Linked DNA regions of Mus musculus: all the other regions are linked to region 1. Evidence: chromatin contacts called from public Micro-C and promoter capture Hi-C data. All regions are on one chromosome and are shown on one strand. Each heading gives the region's core, a stretch centred on a gene start, on an enhancer-like site or on the middle of the called end of the contact. The rest is flanking DNA. Distances are from core to core; before and after follow the strand shown. Region 1 holds the start of Mtmr4 (myotubularin related protein 4). Region 2 holds the start of Cuedc1 (CUE domain containing 1). Region 3 holds the start of Vezf1 (vascular endothelial zinc finger 1). Region 4 holds the start of Dynll2 (dynein light chain LC8-type 2).

What was found. Promoter capture Hi-C pulls out the DNA fragments that hold promoters and counts their contacts. A called contact is a pair of places that touch in the nucleus more often than the background predicts.
Region 2: a Micro-C map of embryonic stem cells shows a contact between it and region 1, with 3 times the contacts expected there. The contact joins the promoter of Cuedc1 here to the promoter of Mtmr4 in region 1. A contact is called at or near these places in 1 of 484 Hi-C or Micro-C datasets (embryonic stem cells) and 2 of 115 datasets of contacts at active chromatin or transcription factors (microglia and pancreatic cancer cells).
Region 3: a contact with region 1 is called in a promoter capture Hi-C map of liver, with 4 times the contacts expected there. The contact joins the promoter of Vezf1 here to the promoter of Mtmr4 in region 1. A contact is called at or near these places in 7 of 39 promoter capture datasets (the 3T3-L1 cell line, 3T3-L1-derived adipocytes, cranial neural crest and 4 more), 2 of 484 Hi-C or Micro-C datasets (both in embryonic stem cells) and 1 of 115 datasets of contacts at active chromatin or transcription factors (microglia).
Region 4: a contact with region 1 is called in a promoter capture Hi-C map of liver. The contact joins the promoter of Dynll2 here to the promoter of Mtmr4 in region 1. A contact is called at or near these places in 9 of 39 promoter capture datasets (the C10 cell line, the HPC-7 cell line, cranial neural crest and 6 more), 3 of 484 Hi-C or Micro-C datasets (embryonic stem cells and liver), 2 of 115 datasets of contacts at active chromatin or transcription factors (bone marrow-derived dendritic cells and memory CD8 T cells) and 2 of 9 other capture datasets (liver and pancreatic islet).

The regions. Positions count from the first base shown.
Region 1 is chr11:87,588,824-87,594,604 of GRCm38.p6, reverse strand. It overlaps Mtmr4 (myotubularin related protein 4), which reads right to left and starts at 2,439. Exons shown (of 19, transcript NM_133215.2): 1 at 2,355-2,439; 2 at 1,172-1,216. The coding sequence starts at 1,174. It overlaps Septin4 (septin 4), which reads right to left. Exons shown (of 14, transcript NM_001368775.1): 8 at 5,753-5,781; 9 at 5,520-5,637; 10 at 5,329-5,430; 11 at 5,041-5,137; 12 at 4,787-4,949; 13 at 4,550-4,596; 14 at 4,062-4,289. The coding sequence ends at 4,578.
Region 2 is chr11:88,095,759-88,101,539 of GRCm38.p6, reverse strand. It overlaps Cuedc1 (CUE domain containing 1), which reads right to left and starts at 2,394. Exons shown (of 11, transcript NM_198013.3): 1 at 2,197-2,394. 2210416O15Rik (RIKEN cDNA 2210416O15 gene) reads right to left here and starts at 3,482. Exons shown (of 4, transcript NR_045499.1): 1 at 3,412-3,482; 2 at 3,223-3,325; 3 at 2,788-2,871; 4 at 1,433-2,678.
Region 3 is chr11:88,066,078-88,071,858 of GRCm38.p6, reverse strand. It overlaps Vezf1 (vascular endothelial zinc finger 1), which reads right to left and starts at 3,580. Exons shown (of 6, transcript NM_016686.4): 1 at 3,426-3,580. The coding sequence starts at 3,458.
Region 4 is chr11:87,983,874-87,989,654 of GRCm38.p6, reverse strand. Dynll2 (dynein light chain LC8-type 2) reads left to right here and starts at 2,122. Exons shown (of 3, transcript NM_026556.4): 1 at 2,122-2,412; 2 at 5,645-5,781. The coding sequence starts at 5,652.

The DNA of each region.
Region 1 (5,781 bases), core at 1,190-3,689:
TGGTGGTGCTACGATGAAAGGAGACTCAGTGCGAAGTGCACAGCGTTCTCAGTGCACCACCGAGTTGGAATAGGGGATGAGCTATCAGTCCAAGGGGGCAGGCTCAGCAGTAGGCTCTCTGGAAAGAGCAGGGGCTAATGCACACATCACAGAGAGAACCAGGAGAGGAGGGACTTCACCACTGGCTGAATTCATTAACCTGTGACCCCTGGAAGGAACTGAAGAGATACAAAGGCTAGGTCCTGCCTGGAAAGGGCTTCAGTCTCCTTCATCATAACGGCTGAGCCCTAGCTCTCCCACCAGGACGGAGAGGACCCACCGTCAGAAGGCTGGCCAGGTAGATACTCAGTCAGCTGTCACCTGCAGTGGCTTAATAGACTGCAACACCTGGGAGCTGGAAAAGGCCTACAATTTGGGTGGAATCACTCCTGGGACAGCACCAACAATATATTCATGAGACTCACTGGGAGTTCAGGGATCTTATTTAAACACAAAACCAAAAAACCATGGAGTCTTTTCTGGAACTCACTACATAAGACTTGGCTGACGTCACTGAGAATCACCTTTCTCTGTCCCCAACTGATGTGATTAGAAGCCTGTGCCACCACGCCCTGAAGTTCAGGAATCTCAGATAAGAAAGACTTGTTTTCTTAAACCAGAATATGCATAGTTTTAACCGGGGATCCAAGTAAGAGGCGATATAGCGGTTTGTTAGAAGGGACGGCCTAACACCGAGAAAAACTACAAGCTGCTGAGCCCAGTGCTATATAGTGCCCGATATATATTTTTTTCAATCCTAAGAAACCATAAGCTAGATACATAGCTCAGTGTTAGAGTACTTGCCTATCATGTACAAGGCCCCACACTGCATTCACCTGCAATCTTAACACTTAGGAGATGGAGGGAGAAAGAGGGATTGCCCACAAGTTCAAGGCTGGCATGGGCTACATGTCTAGTACCAGGCTAACCAAAACTCTACAGCAAGAACCTGTCTCAAAACAACACTGCCCATCCAAAAAAAAAAAAAAAAAAAAGCATCAGGGCAAATGAGCCTGTTTAGGAAGTGAACAGAGTAACCAGGGGCACTAGGGCCAAGAGAGGTGGGGCAGCTTCCCTGAGTCAGACTGGAGGATGAGACACACAGTGGTATGAGGGAAAAGGAGCTACTCACCATTCTACCTTGGCGAGGGTCCTGGCTGCCTGCTCCTGCTCGTCACTAAAGGAGACAGAACACAAGAGGAAAGTGCACGGTCATTAACATCACCATAGAATCAACGATTGTCACACGGGTCTACCCCTGAACTTCTCTGCAACTCATTTTCCTCCACCACAGAGGATCCGGCGTCTCAAAAAGTCACCACACCAGTCAGGCAATGGAAGAAGCAACAAGTGACCCTGCCCGGTGAGAATTCCACCACAAAAGTTCCTGAGCAAGGCTAAGTATCATCCTAGCTTACTCAGCAGAACTCAAACGTTCTGATCCCCACACCCAGCAGTAGAGCACTCCAAACCCTGCTCTCTACAAAAGAGAAGAAATTCCAACTCTGAAGAGACAAAGACTGCCCAACTGGGACTCACTTTTGGCCCTGGTAGGGGCATGAATCCACAGGGCAGTTCGGCCAGTCTCTGAGTCTAGGAGTAGCACCCACCTGACCTGTTACTGGGGGCAGAGTCCAGAGCAGAGGACAAGAGGGAGAGGACCACAACCTGTGATAAAAGAGCAGCAGGGTTGGCCCGGTCCTGCTGAGCATACTTGAGACCAAGTAGGTGAAGGTTTGAGGGAGGAGGCCACACAACAGGAGCAGAATTAGGCCAGTCCGGCCTGGGAGACAACATCTGTCAAATGGGTCGAATTAACAAGGATTTCAAGTTAAGGCCTCCTGGGCCCACTTAGGGAGCCAGGTCTGAATTTCACCGACACTCCTTCATGTTTGGTATGCTCGAGGGGTGTGCAGCAGAGCCCCATAGGAGGCTACGGCGATTAAAGCCTCCATTGTGATCCTACCAACCTTCCCTCCCTCACGGGGGAGCCCGCAAGCGGCCAGCCGGAGGTGCTGCCTCACGGCTCCCTGGCTCGCGGCCTGAGAAACAGAGAGAGGAAGGGAGCGACAAGGACCAGGCCTAGGAGGCCCAGGGTTCTCACAGTTAGGGACTCTGGTCTTAGGGTGGGGGGTGGGGGAGGATGGGCTAAGCAGCCAGGAGATCCAGGTGCCCAGGTTTTAGGGGCGGGGCCAAGGCCTCGGAGGCGGAGCCCCAAATGACAGAGGGCGGGACTCAAGAGAGCCGGCGAGGGCCGGGCAGGACTTGGTCGTTGTGGTTCCCAGGCTGGCAGTGCACGGGGTACAGTGACTCACCCAGGCGGCGTCCGCCCGACCCTCCAAAGCCGCGCTCTCACCACTTCCGTCTCCCGCAGCTGCTGAGGCCGCGCAGCTCGAACCCCACCACGGTCCCTTGTCCCCAACCAATCGTATCTCTAGCCTCTACCCGCCCTGGCCAATAGCCACGCGAAGTCCCGCCCTGCCTCACCACGCAGCCGCCGCCCTCACTCTCCACGCTGCTCACTGGTCCAGTGGGCAGACGCCCTCTCAGCTTGTAACCTATCCGGCACCCGGAGACCAGACAGTACCCGGAGGGAGGAGGCTTGGCGCCAGAGAGCAGACACGACCAATAGGAAATCACAGCGCGTCCCTCTGGCAGCCAATGGGAGAGGAGTAAGAGGGGTCGCAGCCTAGGGCTCCGGGGACAGGAAGTACGGCCGCCCGTCGCCTACTGGTAGCGCAACTGGGGGGCGGGACATTGCAGGGAATGGTAGCAGTCACTTCCGGTGACGACCCCGCCCGAGAGGTAGTTCGCAAATGACCTCGCGGTGGCTCAGCGTTTTAACCCAGTGGTGTTTCTGTTTTGCTCCAGTAATGCGAGAAAGGAAGGGTAGCATGCCGGCTAGGAAAGGGGAAGGTCCCTTCCCAAACTCTCGGTTCCATCACTCTCGTGTTTCGTCGCCCGGTCGATGGAAAAGAAAATCCTGGATTTTTTTTTTTTTTTTTTGTCTGCGAAAGAGAAGAGCTGGGTTCGGGAACTGCTGAAGCCACAGGAATGGAAAACGTGAAAGACCCTCCTAGAAGGCCTGGGAGGAAGGAGCTCTCGGACTGGCAGCGCTGGCGGTTCCCTTTGCGTATCTGGACTGGTTGTTAACGACCGACCAACCTTGCCGTCCTTCGAGACCTGCATTGCCGCCAGTCCAGAGTCTCTCAGCCAAGAGAGAAAAACTGGGTCTGACTGCCATTAGCTAGCTGCGGCTTCTTAGTCTGTAAAAGGGGTAGAGGGACAAGACTGAAGCGCCTGGAGCCAGCACCGGGACGCAGGTCACCAGTAACGCTGGAGGTCTCCGTGATCCGCGCCACTACTAACCAAACTGAAGTGGCAAAGAGTCCTATTCTCGGCGGATAGTCCGAGTCCTGGAGTGGGTCTAGGCCCTGAGATCCTAGGCTAGTGTCCTCACGTCTTGGTTTCTGAAGTACTTACAGTTACTAAGTCATAGGAAAACAGAAATCTCTCCTGAGTTCACTGTTTTAGTTACAGGGTCTAGAACCCGGGTCTAACCTAGCGCATGCGTGATACTGAGCTCCTTGGAGACTATGGCATTTTGTTTTTCCCTATGTCCCAGCACTCTAATTACAGGACCTTCAGAATTTGTTCAGCACTGTACCACAAGCTTCCTGGAATTTGGAGCTTAATTCTGCATATCTATTTACCCAAATCTGGGGAAAGGCGGAAATCAGAGGTTGCCAGGTAGTTAATACCTTGTTTTTCCCAAGAGCAGCTACAAAATGAAGGTATTGTATACGGGAAACATGGAGGCTTGAGGCTCAGAAAGTGGAGCCAGAGTAGAAATGGTCAATAGGACAAGCTATGTTGTAAGCTGAGTGAACTCTATAAGCGAAAGGGAAATTTCCCCCTTTCTGTTTCCTACTAAAAGCCAGAAACCAGTACCCTTTCCATCAGCCTTTCAAACTAGTCATAGGAGCTATGTTTCCAGGAAATGGTAAAAATACAGAGACACCTGAAGCCACATATAGGTTAGTTTATTTCCTCTGAGTCTCTTGAGAAGTCAGCAGGGATATAAGGCGAACTGGTAGGAGCTGCGGGGGGTCCTGAGCAGAGCTGATGCAGGGAATAGAGGCTGGCATAGGCAGGAAGAAGAGATTTAAATATTCAGGTCCAAAAGCCAGTTAGTGAGTCTCCTTCATCTGTCTTTGGATTTTGTGTAACATCTCCTGCATCCGCCGCAGCTGAAACAGGCACATACATCATCAATGCAAGGTGTTTGATAGGAAGAGTCTGACTGTATTGAAGAAGTGTCCCCAGATTCTAATCCCTTGAGTCTGGGACTTTGGTGGCCCTTATGTATGATGGAAATGGCAGAACCACTCAACATCCCACCTATGTACCAGAGCATAAGGATAGGTCCTTCTATTCCCAAGCCAAGAGATAATGAGGCTTATCAAACGGAGGACTTCCCAGACTGACATCTGCATTGTATTGCTCTCACCTCTTCGTCTTTCTCCCGGATTAGCTTCTCAGTTTCTGGATCTGTCCCTGGTGGGACAGCAGGGATAGGGAAGTCAGTACCACTCTCTCTTGTCAGTTTGCTGAAGGGAGGGGGAAAGGAGGGTAGTAAGGTTGGGGGGACCCCAGCACCAACTTGAGTGAAGCCTGGGGCCTGCAGAGTAATAAGGGGAGGACTTGGGATTCCCCTGGCCAGCTTTGTCCTGGCTCCTGGTCATACTTGCGATTCCGTTCCTTCACTACTAGCCGGGTCATGCTCTGGATACACTGTGCCCTGTAGTTCTCGTAGTGTGTCTCTCGGGTCACATCCTTTAGGTCCTGCATGTGGGTACGCACCAGCATCGTCCTCAACTTGACAAAGTCGCAGTGACCTGGGTTTTCCACTGCATGGCAAGGCTAGGAGTCAGCCAGGGTCAGAGGTAAAGAAGAATTCCTAAGGGCAAGGGGACTCTGGTCCCAAGCTCAGAGCTTTACCTTCCACGATGCCCCAAGGGTAGAGGCGGCCTCGAACTCTCCGCCCCCTGGCTTCTACCACAGTGTTGCTGCCAATCACCGCAAATGGGATGCTTTCCTAAGAGAAGGTACAGTGGCCTGTCAGCATCCTTGTTCCATCCCCTGTCCCTCTCCACTTGGGTCTTCTGCTTTGCTCTAAGATGACAGGGTCCTCTTCCACCCCAACAGTCTGTCCTTGTATAGAATCCTCCTCCCCTCTTCTGCTCAGCAGAAACAAGATAGGGAGGGGAGGCCCTAGGGTGGCCCCACCTTTAGGGCTTGGTCCTGTAATTTGAAGTCCTCGTCCTCATCGGAATCACAGTCTGGGAACTGATAGATCTTGATTCCAAAGTGCTCGATCTCCTCCCGGATCTGGCAAACAGATGAGGGGTCCACAGTTCTGGGTACCCCATCCTTTCTAGACGCCCACCTGGCCCCCTCCCTCCACTAGCCTCCCTCACTTTGCATTTCTTTCGGTCCACTTCAGGAGGCGTCAGTGTGTCCGCCTTAGCCAAGATAGGCACAATGTTGACCCGCTGATGCAGGGCCTTCATGAATTCAACATCCAATGGCCGGAGCCTGGGGAACAGGAATCAGTGACCACCCGCTAGTGGTAGCCCTGCCCTGTGGTGCTACTCGGCCTGTTCCCTTAGTAGACCCCAGTGGTCCCAGGAGCCTCAGGCTCAGACCATACCCGTGGCCAAACGGGGAGATGAAGTACAG
Region 2 (5,781 bases), core at 1,145-3,644, 510 kb before region 1:
GGAAGATCCTGGGCTCCTCCAGATCTCAAGCAGACACCTGCACAGCATCCCAACAGCCCAGCATCCAGAGCATTATGGGTAAGAATAGCAGAACCACCGTCTCTGGAACTGTACAGGCAATGAGCCTCAGTGGCTTGTCTGTCCTCCATTTGTGTTCTGAAGTCTCAAGAAATGAAAAGAACTGCAAATTACCCTGACTGTTTTCTTGGGAAAATCTGCTCCAAGGCTCCCCAAGAAGACTCTTCTTCCATACTTACGAATGCTCTCCACGAGGCCCCTCGTGTCCCTAAGACAAACAGGGGCTCCTGAAAACGTCTCCTATACTCACCCACACTTATCCTTTTGTTTCCCCTTCATTCAATAGCCCTGTGGCCCTAACACGGTACCTAGGGCCTCCCCACCAAACAGACAGCAAACTTAGTCCTGGGAGAATGGCCACCTCAATTGCCCCTGCCCTCTAGCTAACTGGAGGGAGCTGGGAGCTGGGCCAGAGCTTCCAGGTCTCCATGGCCACAAGTTCAAAGTGGCATGAGAAAGAACCTCACAGCATTTCTACTTTGGGCCCCCTGGGATTATCTACTAACTAGCCACAAAGTTGGAATCTGCTCCAAAAGGCCTGAATTAGACGGAAAACTCTTAATATAGGGGTCTTAATTAGAACCCTAGCACCAAGGGGACATATTATGCCCCCTGGCAGTGCACAGGAATGCTCCAGCACCTGTGCATGTTGGGGCAGTGTGGTTAGGGTATAGCTTTCACCAGATCCCAAAGAGGCCCTTGGTCTAACTCTGAGACTTGGCCTTCTCCATCTCTCACCAACCCTGAGCTACCCTAACTGCCCAGAGCCTCTGCTTTTCAAGACTGTACCCAGCTGTTTCCTTGTCTCCTGCTCCATCCAGCAAGAGAGTGTGGACGGGTGATTTCCAATCCAACCTTCTGGATGAACCTCTGGTGGCCCAAGCCAAGCTACATAAAGAAAGGTACCATCCCTCCATTTAAACGGAGGTCCCACTTCACATTCGATCCAGCAGGAGCCAAACTTCATAATGAGATGACATCTATAAGATAAGGAGACTCCTAGTATCACACACTGCCTTCAAACAGCATACATAGTTAACTCCATAGGTCTGTAAAGAACCTTAGGGCTGGGAGGGCCAGAGCAACTCCAGAACCCCTTCTCCTGGGCCAGGTGGCTCAGGGTGTTGCAAGGTGTATTTCCTGGGTTTCAGGCTACTGAGGACCAGGTGGTGACCAAGGCACATGGTCTTCTATCCGACGTCACCTCTAGGGTATCTCATCACTATCTTCCCAATTATCCACCCCCACCCTCTATTCTTACAATAAGTAAATAAACAAACAAATAAAGGAAATCTAAAAATCTCTCTTCCTTAAAACACCCTCTCCAGGAATTTAATAGCAGTATGAATTTCTTGAAGCTGAAACTTTTTATTAAGGAAAGAAAATGGACAAGCCCATGCTGGGGTGGCAAGCCACCAACCATTCAGAGAGAAACCCAAGAGCGCTGAAGGAATAAAGGCAAGCCCCGGCCCCCTGGAGCTCAGCGCCCCAGGCACTCAGAGTTCGAGGGGCGGGGGAGCAGGGGCGGGGACAGCGCATTCTGAACTTTCTCCAGCCGGGTCGCGGAGAGACGCAGCTCCCAGGGGACCGGGTGGGACCAGAAAAGGCTGAACCGACCGGTGACCACGGCGGGAGCAGGAAACGATTCTCCCCTCCCCCTAAAAGGAGTTCAGCTCCCAACCCAGGCCCCCGCCTCGCCATCGCCATTCAGGCTGCGCCCCCAAGCCCGGGCGAAGCCGGGAGGGTGTCCACACAAAGCGGGGAACCGGGGAGCAGAGAGACCCGGGTTGAGCAGGCTCCCCAAGGCCTCGCGTCCCTTCCTCGCGGCGCCGGCTGGCCGGCGACCACCCCTCGGATCGCGGCCCCGGGATCCTCCGCACGCTCCCTGTGCCCAGGACCAGGAACGAGGCGGGCAGCGGCGGAGGGAGGGCGGCCGGGGACCTGCCGCGGGCTCCCGGGCAGCCTTGGCCACCGCGCGAGGACTCAAACTCGCGACGGCCCGGCCCTCGCGGCCGCGCCTCGGCGATGCTCCCGGGGAAGGTGGGGCCACCGGGCCGGGGTGGAGCGCGGCGCCCGCGAGCTCGCGCTAGGGGCGGCGAGAGCGAATCGGGGTCTTACCGAGCACCGCACGCGCGTCCGCTCCCGCGGGGCCGCTGGGGTCGGGCGGCGGGGGAGGGGCGCGGTCCCGCGGCGGCAGCGGCAGCCCGGCTTGGTGGCGCGGCGGCGCGGCTGGGCGCCGGGAGGCGGAGAAAGCGAGGCGAGGCCGGCTTCCTAGCGGCGGGCGGCGAGAAATGCAGCTGTCCCTGCGAAGCTGCCGGCGGGGCCACAAGTGGGGCGCGCGGGGAGGAGCGGGGCTGCGCGCGCGGCGGGGCTCAGGCTGCGACACCCCCAGACCCTCTCCCCAGGACTGGAAGCAGGAATAGGGATCCCGAGGCCAATGCGGTTGCGCAGGATACGGGGCAAGGGGAGAGGGATAAGGGGCAAGGGGCCTCTGAGGACACTGGGACAGTCTCCTCTGTGCATTCCTGCACAGACCGCTCCTCTTGAGGACTTGTGATCTTCCCTTTATGGCCCGGTGTGATGCGCTTGGGCTCTGCCGACTTGGGAAGCACCTTAAGGGGTTGTTAAAGCAAGGAGACCTGAGACGTGGGAAATTTGGGAAAGAGGGGGACCTAAATGCAAGGCTGACCTGAGAGTTTGCAGACATACACGAGGAGCCACTAGTGAGGGCTGTAGAAGATGCACGAACCTCTCTGGGCTTGGGGACATCAGGAGTGTGGGAAAGTGGCAGCTCTGCGGAGTTAGAGTTCAGGAAATAAAATGTAATATTGAGGCCAGAGGAAATCGTGAAGTTGATTAGGAAAATCAAAGTTACCACCCACTAACATCTTATCTCCACCCAGCATTCGCCATTACTTCAAAGGCTTCTGAGCCTCGATAAGGGATTCCACAAACGTTTTAATAAACGGTCGATCAACTGGTTAATTTTCCAAGTGGTTTGGTTTTGTGCACTAATTTGGAGATGAGAAAAGGGAACAGAGGGAATGATGGAAGAGCCTGCCCATTTGTGTGTGGAGCCCTGCACACAGCCCTCTCCTCTTCCGAAGACTTACAATCTTTGCTGAGAAGTCTGGGCATGCTCACCCAAGAGACATCTGATGGTGAAAATCACAAACCAAGGCCCCAGAGTCTCCATCCTTTGCTTGTCAAGGGTAATTTCTTCAGCGAGGTGGAATCTGAGGATACCCTGGGAGAAACCCCACCTCTGAGAATCCCTTGTTCCCTTCGGCCCCTCTGCCCATGCCCCTTCACCCGGCTTCCGGGAACCCTCACACTATCAGGACCCCACGTGAAAAATTCTGACTCTGAAGTCCTCCGATGTGGCTGCTGACTGAGATGTCACCAAGCGCTCAGGATTTATCCTCTCGGCCAGTAAAGCCTAGATGATGGTATCGAGTTTGTCACTTTATACTGTAGTGTTAACTTCACCTGTCACTTTTCTGCTTATTGGCAGAATCTTTCTCTAATCTGTCCCAGTCACTTTGACATTTCAGGACTTGGGGTTGGGGTGGGGGCTACCAATCTGGAGATTTTCCTGTTTGTGCGTGCCTCTAGGATGCTTATGAAATGTATTTTCATTCAAGTCGTTAGCAAAGCCAGCTAGTCGCTGTGATTGTCACCCTTGAAGTAGCCTGTCTGTGAGCTTTTCAATGTCCTCCTTTGGGGTCGATTCCGGAAGCAGCTTCCCAGTCCTGCCTCCCTACACCCCCACCCCCACCTCCACCCCTGCTTCTCATACCCAGAGCAACTTCACTCTCCCCTACTGCTGCTCTGAGCACCTAGAGGCTCAGGTTAGGTTCTCTTGCAACCCAGCCCCTCTTATCTGCTGCCTGCCTCAGGTCTCCAGCATCAGGTCCCTTGGAGATCTCATGGAGGCTAACAACAAACTCAAAACCATTCCTCCCTCATCTAAACGCCACCTCTTGGCACAGAGGCTAACCAGCTCAGTCCCTGCCCTCCCTCTTCCTGGGTATTCTGTTGCTCTCCAGCTGTAGCCATCCTTCCTTCCCTTTCCCCTACTTCTTCCCACAGCTGCTGCCTGGCTCCAGCCCCTGTGCTCTGCTCTCCACAGCTGGTGAGAGACCCGTCCTGCTCTCTAGCCAAACTTCCTGCCTGCTTCAGAGAACTCCAATCCGTTCTTTCTTTCCACCGTCCCCTTTCTGCTTCAAGCCTACCAACACTTCAAGATGCCCCCTTTTAAACTAATCCTGTCCTGATCCTGCCCTGCCCGCAAGCCATCGCCCTAGTAATGTCATCTCATCCGAAGTAGACTTCCTCTAAAATGGAGACGCATATCTCTTACTTGTTCCAGCCTCATTCTAGCTTTTCTTTCCTGCGGTCTGGCCTTCTTCCCCAGTCATCCCAGGAGCTACACTCTGTGGGAGGCCCTGGCAGGAACCTGGTTGTCTAAACCCATGAACCTCCTGCTTACCCCACTTCTTGGCTCTGATACAACCCCAGGTGCTTTTAAGGCTTCTTTGAAATTTCTCCCACCCCACAGATTGCCCATCCTACAAGGTTTCCCCAACAACCCCCACGCTTCTTCAGTAGCCTTCTCTAGCACCCAATTCCTTCCTGCTCTTCCAACAAACTAGGTCCTAGGATGTGTTCACAGAGGTTAATAGTTTTCAGTGGGCACCAAACTTTAGGACTTCTTCAACCTGCTACATGACTTTGGGGCCAGGCACTTAACTCTCTGTGCCTCAGGTCCCTTACTTGTGCTGATTAAGGTCTAGTTCATTTAATGTATTTGGGTGTTTTGCCTGCATTCACATGTGTGCCTAAAGAAGGCATCAGATCCCCTGGAACTGGAGTTACAGATGGTTGTGAGCCATCATGTGGATGCTGAGAATCAAACCCAGGTCCTCTGGAAGAGCATCCAGTGATGTTTAACACAGAGTACAAGTTGGCAAGGTATGTTTAGGGCCATTTCAAAAATTTCTGGAATCTGTTCTAATCCCAAGCAAAAATCCACTTAATATTTCTTGAGACAGGATCTCAACTACATAACACTGGCTGTTCTGAAATTCACTGTGTAGACCAGACCTATCTCAAACTCCCAGGGATCCACCCACATATGCCCAATGAGTGCTGGGATTAAAGGCCGCTGCCACTATGCCTAGTTTCATTTAATACTGTCTATGAAAGTCAAGTCAGCAACCTCCAACAGCAATTTTTTTAAAAAATCAAACACTCTAACAAATAACAGTGATTTGATCCATTCTTGGGAGTGACAAATTAAAACTCTTTGTTTTCTATAATTAAACTACTTTGATTCTATTTAAAAAAAAAAAAAACAGGAAACTTTGCATATAAAGAATGCAACTCTTTTTTTTTTTTTCCCCCGAGACAGGGTTTCTCTGTACAGCCCTGGCTGTCCTGGAACTCACTCTGTAGACCAGGCTGGCCTCGAACTCAGAAATCTGCCTGCCTCTGCCTTCCGAGTACTGGGATTAAAGGCGTGCGCCACCACTGCCCGGCAGAATGCAACTCTTAATGTATAATAAATATTCTTGAATTCCAGCCAATGTGATTCTGGGTGTATTAGCTGGATTTTGTTTTTGTTTTTTTGTTTTCTGCGGTGATATTGGTGATGTGAAATGTGTGTGTTGTATGTTCAGAACAAAGTCTCTGTTGAAGCGT
Region 3 (5,781 bases), core at 2,331-4,830, 480 kb before region 1:
AAAGCTAAAAGTTCCACATATTTTAAGCTATATGCCACAACTAGGAAGAGTCTGTCTCACCAGCTTAGACACTTCAGCTTTTCTTACCATCACACTCTTTGATTAGTCACTTGATTAGCTAAGTTGATTAAAGACACAGAAAACAAAACAGCAAATGCCCAAGGCGGCTAACAGAGCTCCTCCTCTGACTGTCAGGAACATCTACCCGACATGTTCACTTAATGAGAGGTCAGAGGCTATGCCTGGAACCAGTCTCCCCCAAAGGTCAGGAGCAAGGTGTCTAAAGGTAGTAGTCTGAATTTAACAATTTTTTGACTTAAATGTCTTTCAAGCTTTAGAATGATGCTCAGAAATTGTAGCTACTAACCGGTTACTGAATTACAGCTCAGTCCCATTTAATTTGTGCAGCTCTGAGAATGTGGGGTCCATCCACTCAGGTGATAGCAGAATTTGGCCTCTGAGCTTACTCTTTCTCGAGCTAGGCAGGATGCCCAAGTTTCCATACAGACTGCAAACAGTTAAGAGCTGAAGCTAGCTCAGGATATACAGTTTCAAAGGCTAACAGATCAGACCCCGCGGAATGCAAATCTTCTGGACAAAGTTCAAACTTATAACATTTGAGCTATTTTTCAATTCTAAACAACCATTGGTAGGATGGAATACTAAAAGAAATTCCTGTCATTCACCAATTCAGATGTTTGTGCGGTACAAACTGGTTTACAGCATTGTTGGAGCTCACTCAGAGGGCCACCCCAGGTCCCCGTGTCTTGAGTAAAATCCTATAGAACCACTAGAATAATCAGTCTCTGAAGACTGCTGGGAGCCCACACTTCCCCACTGGCTAAGAAAGCCAATTTTCCTCAACTTGTTCTCTGAGGGATAGCTGAATAACAACCATGGCCTGCCTTTCAGTGAGGGGATTTATTTCTCAAATATATGTTCTCAGTAAGCTTTTATTTGACTAGCATCATCACATCAAAGTTTAAATTTCATGTTCTAACGCAAGTACACAGCTCTCACCCTGCCCAAGATTTCCTTTCTCTGGGACTGGCAAACAAACAAACTAACTAACAAACTAACTAACTTACTAAAGCAAAACCAAGGAACCAATCAAACAACAACAACAAAACCAGAAATGTTATTTCAACACTCAGGGTGGTAGGATGTGGAACCATGAAATCTCCATTGCTAGAGGGTAAAAGATTCTGTACTGAAACAAATTAGCATCGGTGAGTCATCTCTCTAATGTCCTGTACGAATCACCCATCACATATTTTAAGAGCTACACTTTCACTTCCCACCGTGTTATCTGGTAAGCAGGCAGGTTATTAAAACTTGCTTAAAGATATAAATACAACATGGTGCTCCCAGACACAGAGTTTAACTCTGCATTTCCCTGGTGGGGATCTCTGAGAACTAGAACTGCATGTCTATTCCACCTTTCCATACGAAGGGCCTTCTTTATTCACTGTCCTCAGCTTTAAATTACAGCTCTTCAAAGATTTTTCACAGCACACACTGCATGTCCAGGATTAAATATGAGCTTTCACATCTCCTCATCAGGTGGAAAAAAATTAATAGGCTGGCATTAGCTTTATCTGGGAAAAGAATAGTTCAAATAGCTTTTAAAAGTATTTTGTAGGCTCTTTCAACTAACTTCCCAAAGATGAACTATGGGTTTCTCCTTCACATAAGGGGCTTGCTTTGTTCCACCTCCATCGAGTTTACAGACACCCAATGTAATATTGTTTAAACTGCGTCTAAAACTCATCAGTCCTTTACTGTCAAACGATCATTTGTAAGTAAGCTTTTTCTAAAGAAAGCATTTACCGTCTTTGCACCAACCCTCATGCCAGCTAGTTCCGTACTTCTTTGCCAATCCATTCTTAAGTTGACCATCACTTTCTTTTTTTTTTTTTTTTGACCATCACTTTCTTAACAAACTCATCAAAGCACAATAAAATCAATACCAGATTAAGGATGATAAAGTGGGACGTTCAGGAGTTGCAAAATCTTAAGAATTTCCAACTTTAGTAAGCCCATTTATTTCAATAATTACCTAAAATAAAAATGCTCACATTTGAAACATGTCTTAATAGGACAAGCCAGATTACACAATGGGTAATTTTGAATTCTCCAATTCCCCGTATTAACTCCACCGGGATGGGACCAGATGCGGAGAGTATAATCTTTTGAAGATTCTGCATTTCCAAAGGTCTCAAGCGCCCAAGCTACGCGTTTGGAATTTCACGAAGTATTTAGGAAAACTCCAAAGAGGGAGGCGGGAAGGACACATTTTAAAAACGACTAGCTCCCTAACCTTCAGTTCTGAAGTTTCTGCATGTGCTTATCTCTACTGCTCATCAATGCATTTGCAAACAGAAAGGAAGCAGAGGGGGGAAAAAGTTCCAATCAGGGGTCCCGCATTAAAGTGGTAGGAGAAGGGTATGGCTGAAGTATCCGCTAACATTAGCTTTGAAGTTTCTGGCAAAAGGAAAAAAAGAAGAAGCGAAGACCCCCATACTCCCTATGAGTGACTCATCTAGGGGCTTTGTAAGCGGACTTTGCGCTCCCTCTCCGCTTCCCGTCGCCCACTGGGCCGGAGCGAACGTTCGAGCGGGTCGCGGAGCGAGACTAGCGAGACACGCTCCGGGGAAGGTCGGGCCTGCAGGAGTCCCGGCCCCCGCCGCTCCCCGCCCCCGCCCGGCCCCGCCGGCTCGGGGATTCCCCAAGCTCAATGGGACCGCAGAAGCTGGACAGAGGCGAGGGGACCAGTTGCCAGGGCTCGCCCAGGACTTGGGCTAGGAGCGGAGAAAAGTTTGCAGAGGGGAACCACGCTCGCAACACCCCCCGTCGGGTCCACCCGAGGGGGCGGCGAGAAGGGGGAGTGGCGGCGAAGCCAGAGATACCCGCTATTCGCGGGATGTGGGAGGAGGGTCAGAAAGTCAACACACAAGCACACACACACAAAAAGAGAGAGGTGACGCGAAAAGCGCAAGCGAAAGATGGATGGGTACTCGGAGCGGGACCCGGAGACCCCCTCGCTGCGCCGCGCGGCCCCGCTCGGGCGCGCAGTGGCCGAGCGGCCCGCGCTCCACAGCGGCCCGGCGCCCTCCTTTCTCTGGGCCGCGGGGTGGTGACAGCGGCCGGCCTCCTCCCTTCCCCTTCGGGGCGGGAGGGAAGGGTGTGTGTGTGCGTGTGTGCTTGGGGGGGCCCGGGTTCACCCCGAGGCCTGCTTCTCCCCCGCACCCCGCGAGGCCGCCTCCTTTCACCTCGGCGGCCGGGCTCCGCCGGAGCGGGCGGGCGGAAAAACAAAGGGGGATTAAGGCCGGGCCGGAGAGCGGAGCCGGGAGGGGAGGAGCGCCCGCCCGCCCGAGCCCGGCCCGGCCCCCCTGGCCCCCCGACCCCCCCGGGGCCCCCAGATCCTGGAACAGGAACGCGGTCCAGTTGGCCTCCATGGCTGCGGCGGCCGACCCCCCTCCTCCCCACTCCCCCCGCTCGGGGAGCCTCCTCAGGCGGAGGAGGCGACAACAAAGCGGCGGCGGCGGCGGCGGCAGCGGCAGCGGCGGCTCCTCAACATGGCAGCGCCGAGCGCGGCCACTTCCGGTAACCTCCGGGACGCACCACCGCGGCGGCGAGCGCGGGCGGGGGGGGAGCCCCGGCCCGGCCGCCGCCGCCCCCAGCCGCTTCGACCCCCTCCGGGCGTCCCCGCCGCCGGCGCGCCGCCTCGGAGCTCAGCCAGTGCCCGCGGGCGGTGGGGTCAGGGAGCCCGCGCGGGGGCTGGGGTGGGGCCGGGGGCGGGGATGGGGTGCGGCGTCCCCCCCCGCGGGGGTGTGTGATGCTGCGGTCCGTGGCTCAGGCAGCTGGAGCAGGGGGAGCGCAGGAGAGAAGATGGAGGACGCCAGGGTCTGGCGCTGGCCCGCTGGGCACAGCTGGGCTGCCTCTCGTGACTCTGCCTTGGTACCCGGCGGCGTCGCGTCCCTCTCATACCCCCAGCGGCAGTCAGGGCTTCGGTTGGTCACCTGGCTGTTCAATCGGTCAAGCACATCACAGCTTCCACCTACGAACTAGGATGCTAGCTTCTAGTGTCCCCTACCCTCGGGTATTTTTATTCCTGACCAGCTAAGCCCTCACTCAGCGCTCTTGCCATCGCCCTTTGCGTGGTCTTCCAATTTGAGCAGGGAATTCCACTAGGGTACAGCCTTAGAAGCGCCTACTGTGGAGGGAAACACTTCCCACGCGTTCAGATGTCATTACTGGGTTATTCTTGGGTGACGGGACCGCTTTCCCATCTTTCCCTTTCATTCCAGATACAGGAAATACTTAAAAACCCCTCTCCCGCCAGGATTAAAAACAAACAATAAAAACGAATGAGAAAGTATAGAGGCAAAATATTTTAGTCTTTTAGTACATTTTTCAATTCCTGCAGCACACGCACACACAAGTCAGACTTCTGGTTGGACAGCGTCAGATGTCACTGAGGTGACCCCAGCCTGTTTGCAGTTCCCAGTCGTCTGTGTAGGAGTCAGCCACTGCTACTGGTTGGAATCTGTAGATCGTAAGCCCATATGATGTCTTGAATGTTTTCTATCCTTTCCTCACATAGAGGTAGCTACTGTGAATATCAGAGACAAGCTATTATTAAACATATATCTAGTCCAAAGAATCTGTGGTGGGGAAATGAGGGGGCAGGCTCCATCTATGATATTTTTATAAAATGTTAAAAAATAAAACCAACTCCTCAGATGTGCACATTATTTCAGAACTTCAACATATTTCAAACTGACTCTTATCCCCTCCAGACAGTTTTAATAAAAGACATATCTTCAACTTCATATATATGTATGTGTGTGTATGTATGTATGCATATATATATATCATATTCATATATATATGAATGACTGATTCAAAAACCATAGTTGCAAAATTCTATGGGAATAGAAACTGAAGAGGTATGGTAATTTGATGTTTTTCCAACCATTAAACAAATATATTTCCCTCCCACTCTTCCATCAGTCACCAGAATAAAGGGGCCAGGAAATGACAGTCTGGTTCCTTTTAGAGTTGACTTCCCATTAGATACTGCCTGAAGACCTTGGGTATGAAGGACAAGTCCAGCAGTTTGGATGGATCAGTAGCAGGAACCACCAGAGAACTGGTCAGCCTAAGACGGAGGGGGACAGAAAATGAGTTTCTGATATATCCCTGAGCTAAACTGCTACATGTCCCCTGGTCTGTCAGTCTCATTTGATGTTTCTTTCAGGAAGCGTATATATGTTTACATATACATGTAAACTGAGGAGAGAGCTAAGTTGCAAACCCAAGGAACAAGACAAAATATGTTCTTGCTCTGACCTTGGACATAGTATGTGCTTGTATTTTGGTTCAGTGGATACAAGTCTCTGCTTCTTCCCTGCCTTAGAAGATTCCCTTCAAGGTCTCTATGTATATTTGCTCTCTCCTCCAATGTATAGCCGCTTCTCTTTAGCTGCTCTTTGAAACTGTAATCAAAATAAAGCTTCAGAATTATAAAAGCTAGTACTTAATATGATTCTTATGCTAATACTGTGGGATTTCTTATACTTATTTTGGGATCTAGAAACCCCTTCCCCAGCAATTTTTCTCATAGCACCTCCCAGTAGTGTTTTCCCCATAAACAGGAAGTAGAGGTCAAGTGAAAACAGTTATTAGATTTTAGGAGAAATAGCTAATTATATCTCTATCCATAGGTAAAATCAGAATTCCTGATTGTCCCCCCAAAATCTTGCCTTAAAAAGAAAA
Region 4 (5,781 bases), core at 873-3,372, 400 kb before region 1:
AAAACAGTTTAGTGTGGTGGAATAGAATGCATTACACTGGAAGCAGTTAGTACCTGGTACAGAGTAAGGGCTTCATAAAGGTTAACTGTTATCTAGACATGAGCCATAGTGTTTGGGGTTCAAACTCAGGGCCTGGAGCATGCTGGGCAAGCATGCACTCTTCCATCGAGTTACAGCCCCAGTCTCAAACTTACACACACACACACACACACACACACACCACTCTAATACCCAAATTTCTGAAGAGCCTTAAGTCTTAGTCTATCTTTTGTTATCTGAGAGTTTTATCTCCTAATTCTTATCCCATTATATTCCACACTGGGAATATTCTATCTCTCATCTACTCTGGGCAAGAGGAGTAGGGAGAACACAGTAGGGACATAAAAATTCATAGTCACTGTTGTGTGCCCTTGAAAAAGATCATTTGAGTGTTGGCTTGTATCAAGACACATCAGGAAGGAAGCAAGTAGAGTGTGTGCTTCCACTTGTTCCCTCCGTTAGATGTCCTTGGGCAATGGACATCTTGTATACAATCTTATATCGTAGTTGTGACCTTCAGATCTTAGAAGCTAATGAAGGCTGGGGAAAGAGGATATTAGCTCTTTCTCCAAGAACTTCCTAAGAGTTTTCTCCACAAGAACTCTACAATCTGTCCTCTCACCCCTCCCCACATGTGCCCCACCCCTCATTCATTAACACAGGCTGACATCAGAATACCCCCTGGATGAAGGGATACCCCAGGCCTAGCTTGGCTGAGTCCCTTACTGGAAAAAGACAGAGCTATGGAATGGAGAAGCCTGAGGGGACAGTTTTCCAAGTTGTCCTGGACACATAATGAACACTAAATTATGATACTCCCAAACAGGGCAGGCTAAGGCCAGGACTAGTCTGACTTCTCATGGTTTAGGTGAGGGGAGAGAAAGAGGTGAACACAGGAGCTATGCTAGGCAATTTCCTAACGTCCACCGAGGCCAGAATATTTGACCTCCCACTGAAGATTTTAGATAGCCCCTTTGTGAATGAAAGCTTAGGAAGAAAAATCCCGATGTTTTTTCTGTAACACCACACACACACACACACACACACACACACACACACACACACACACACACACACACACACCAATGTTTGCTTCCTGAACTTTAAAGGCTGCCATCCATGTGTGGTCTAAAGGAGCTGACCTGGCAAGGGGTCTGAATCTGTGTTTGTCTACACTTTGTTTTTTGTCTTGTTGAGACAGGGTTTCTCTGTGTAGCCCTGGCTGTCCTGGAACTCACTCTGTAGACCGGGCTGCTGTCTCAGAGATCTGCCTGCCTCAGTCTTCCAAGTGCTGAGATTAAAGGAGTGTGACACCTCCCCCCAGTGTGTTGTCTATATTTGAGGGCTATGGGTGAAGTCGTTTTTTAAAAGATACCTCACAGCTCATACAGGAGTCCCCGAGAAATGGTTCGCACCTCTATCCCCCAAAGGCCATACCCGAACGGTAGAGGCTGTACCTCCGGTATTTTTGATGATAGTGTACTTAGGGTTCCAGCTATGGATAGGCAGAAAGGTCTCAAGATTCGTGAACAAAGGTTGAGTTAGAAGCAAAAGCGAATGTGAAAGCAGGGGCGCGGGGGGGGGGGGGTCTTGAGGACTGTTGCCTTTATTTCACCATGGGGCTTGACAGTTCTCTCAAGTGTCGCCAGCCTAGGGAAATGAATTTTCCTCTGTCCCTGGTGATTTCTAATACCCTATCCTGCCTCTTTCCAAAGTTGGGACCCTTCTCTCCTGAGTCTGAAATCTCCATCCCTCCATTCTTTTTTCCTTGGCACTGGACTCTCCACGCCTCTCTCCCTTTTCCTTTCTGGGCGGAATGTATTCCTCCCGAGTCAGGCCTCTCCGGGCCTGGGCAGACAGGGTATGCGTCCTCTTTTCTCCTCCTAAGGCCACGGCTCCCTCCCCCCACCTTCTCCAGCTCCCCTTCCCCACCCCCTCCTCCGCCCCGAGGCATTGTGGGACGAAACAAGATGTGGAGCGAGAGCGGCGCGGGGAGAAGCCCGCAGTGCGGGGCCGGGCGGGCGCAGCCAATGGGGAGCGCGGACGGCGGCGCGCGCGGCAGGGGGGCGGGGGCGGGGCTCTATTTCAGGGCCGCGCGTCGGCCGCGCTCAGCGGCGGAGCGGAGCGGACGGCGAGGTATCAGCCGAGACAGGCGGTCGGCCGGGTGGCACGAGGCGGAGCGCGGGCGTCCGGGGAAGCTCGGAGGGCGACCAGCAGTGCGAGCGCTCGGCCCCGGGGCTGCGGGAGCAGGGGGATACCGCGGCGGCAGCGGCTGCTGCTGCAGGACGAGCCCAGGGGACACCGCCCCTGCTCGAGCTTTGCTTCAGCCCAGCGCTGCTCCCCAGGGGCCTGTGCGGACTCGCCTGCGTGACGGTGAGCTGGGGCCCCGGGGGGCAGCCCTCGCTCGACTCGGCCCAGGCTCTGGAGACCCTCGTGCCCTGGCTGGAGGCCCCGCAGCCCCGGGGAGGGGAGCCAGCCGTGGTGCACGGAGGCCTCTCCGGTCCGGGGAGCGCGGGCAGCCAGTGCGGGTTCGGGCTCGACGCGGCTCCTCCCGCCGCCACCCTTCGGGGCGTCCTTCCTGCAGCGAGGTCGCCGGGTCACTCCGGCGCCTCTCCAGGCCTGGCGGGGGAGGGCGGAGGACCGGCTTGCGGCCTGCGGATCCGGAGGGCGGCGGGGAGGTGGATGCTTTCTCATTTCCCAGGTGCTGCCCTTCGGGGGTCCCTGCCCGCTAGAGGAAAAGATGGTGGGGGCGGTGTTTTGGGACGAGGGGTTACGGTCCCTTTGGAAATCCGAAACGAGGCAATAACGTTTGTACGTGTTAAAGAATGGTGCAGGGCGGTCCGTGTCATTTGGAGGCTTAGCCCCCCCCCCCTTTTTTTTCTTTTTTTGTCGCAAGACCAGGGACAGAGGTTGAGAACTGTCCTGGAGTGCTCCTTTTGCGTTTTTCACAGGAGCTCCTGGCTCGTGACTCAGGAAGCTGGCTTGGGGCCCTTTGGCCATCCTTTTATCTGGAGGCCCAGCTCCGCCCCCTCCCCCCACCTCCCTAGGAAAGGATCGCTGGGCGTCTGGCTCCCTAGCCTTTTCTCACTGGTACCTTGGATAGGGGTTGCCAGGGCTGGGCCTCACCTTTCTGCGACGCCTGAGGGGCCAAGGGTGAAGAATCGTGGCATTGTAGTCACAAGACCAGCATTATGTAATCGTAGGCTCTCTCTGTTAGAGAGTAAGATAGCTTTTAATTACTGTGACAAAGTTGATCCTTCGGACTTTGGGGAGGAGGCGGTGAAGCAGGTGAGCTTTTTTGGCAAAATGGTGCCAGTTTCATACTTCGTTGTCTGTAGCCAGGCTCCACCCCCAACCTCTGGATTTGTAAACACTGCCCCCTTCTGAGTGGGAACCTGGAATAGGCCACCAGGTGACATTGTTTTTTTTTTTTTTTTTTTCTTCTAGAAAGGTCTCATCACATCAGCCTTTTTCTCTTCCCAAGCCTCGTGGAGGTTGTTCCTTTTCTCTCATTTCAGCCATTATTTTTTAAACATGATTGGCTGCCCAAGGTCACAGAGCTAGTCGGCCTTGAATAGGCATCACTCGACCTTTCCTTCAACACCACAGACTCCTTGGCTCCATATTTTCTCTGGGGTAGGGGGCATCTTAGCTAAACACTGGCCAGTGTCGCTTCCGTGGAAGAAGCTTTGCTTCATTTGACAGTGTCAGACCAAGGTGCCTGGCCTGGAAGTTGTCACAAATACATTGTGTGTGTTAGACGGACTGGGTTCTTTTCATCTCCGTGGGTAGTGTGCACATAGATAAGGAGCAGCTTGGAATGATCCCAGCAGTCTTGCCTTGAGCAGTCAGAAACCCGTCCGTCCCCATTGGGCTGGGGACAACCAGTGTTGCTTTTGGAGCTGAGGTGAGGGGGATCAGTACTGCCGTGAGTGATGAGAGCGGGCAGGGGTGGGTTTCTGTAGCTTGTTTCTTTGGATGTAAGGTAGCTCACATGACTGTAGGCTGCAGAAGGGTCCATGTGGGTCAGTCTCCGAAGTCAGGTTGCTTGCTGTACGGTGAATGCCACAGCCCAGGAAGCATGGCTATGAAATAAGGCTATAAAAATATTAAGCTCTTTCTTAGTCTTAGGTCAGTGTTGTGGACCTCCTCCATCTCCTCTGTTTTGATTGTTTGGAACATGGTCTTATTGTAGCTGAGGTTGGCTTTAAATGCCTGATCTTCCTTCCTGCCTCTACCTTCCAAGTGCTAGAATTTCAGGTGCGAATCACCACACCTGGCCCTGTTTTTATATTTAAGGGAAAGTTCTCAGCACTCCTGTCGGGTAATATTTCTCCAAATGTACACATCATTAGTGCTTTTTGAATGAATAAAAATAATTTTTACATGAAGAAGCAAAAATTCAAGAGAACTGACAATCATTGTTGGGGCTGTGACTAAAGGCCAGAATTCAGAAATTGTATTGTACTTTAAAGACTGAACACTGTTGTGAGGAGAGTGAGGGAGCAGGATTGGGTGTGGTGACATGGGGCTGCCTCTCTGGTTTGAGGTAACATCAGCCCCAACATTTAAGAGGACATTATTACCTCTTTGGCAGCAGGCCATGTATGTGAAGCCCCTTTTATTTTTATCAGAGTGGAGTTGGCCTTTTTTCTGTGAGGGGACAGTGAGTATTTTAGGATTTATGGTCAGAACAATCTCTAGAACTCTTATTGTAACATGTTCCTATAAAACTTTGATTCATAAAAACAGGTGGTGGTTGAGTCTGGCTGATGGACAGCCAGCTTCCTTGCATAGACTCTCCCTATTTGCAGATGCTCTCATGTAACCCTAGTTAATTCTTAAACAACCTCCAGTTGAGAGCTGACCTCATTTCTAAAATGGAAGTAATCGATACAGAAAGGCCAGATGCCTTGTTGAGACCACAAAGGCTCAGAGTCAGGACCAGAAGTCAGGGGTACTGATTTCTAGCAGGGTTTCTGCTGTGAGACCAGTAGTAGATAATAGTTAGTCAGTCATGTGCGGAATCTCTTCAGGTGCGAGCTGCTGGTTTATTCTTAGGATAAGGCTTGGGCCCCATTTTACAGATGGTGACATAAAAACACAGAGACGGATTAACTTGCTGAAAGATGCAGTTAGGTGATGCAGTGTTACGTCTCTTCGGCTCTTGGTGGCGTGCCGACTCTCGTTCAGAGCCCATGAAATGGGCTATTAAAGCACAACATCTTACATCCATATCTCCTTTTCCCTCTTTCTTTCTTGTCCTGTATTTCCAAGAGGTAGGGACCATATTTCTGCTAGAAGCTTCTAAGTGGCTTTTTTTTTTTTTCTTTTTTCACAAACGTTTTACTGTGTAGCCTTAGCTAACCTGGAACTTCCTTTGAAGACCAGGCTGGCCTTGAACTTAAGAGATCCAACTACCTCTGCCTCCTGGGTGCTGGGATTTAAGGCAAGTGCCGCCTTACCCAGCCTAAGCTTCTCTCTTGTCTGTGTTCATGTGCTCCCACCATGTCTATCCCCCGCTAACCTTATAGCTCCCAACCCATAGCTCAAGCTGCTGCTCACACGAGACGTCGCCTGCTTTACTTTTGTGTTCCTACTGCAGTGTCACGATGTCTGACCGGAAGGCAGTGATCAAGAACGCAGACATGTCTGAGGACATGCAACAGGATGCCGTTGACTGTGCCACACAGGCCATGGAGAAGTACAACATAGAGAAGGACATTGCTGCCTATATCAAGA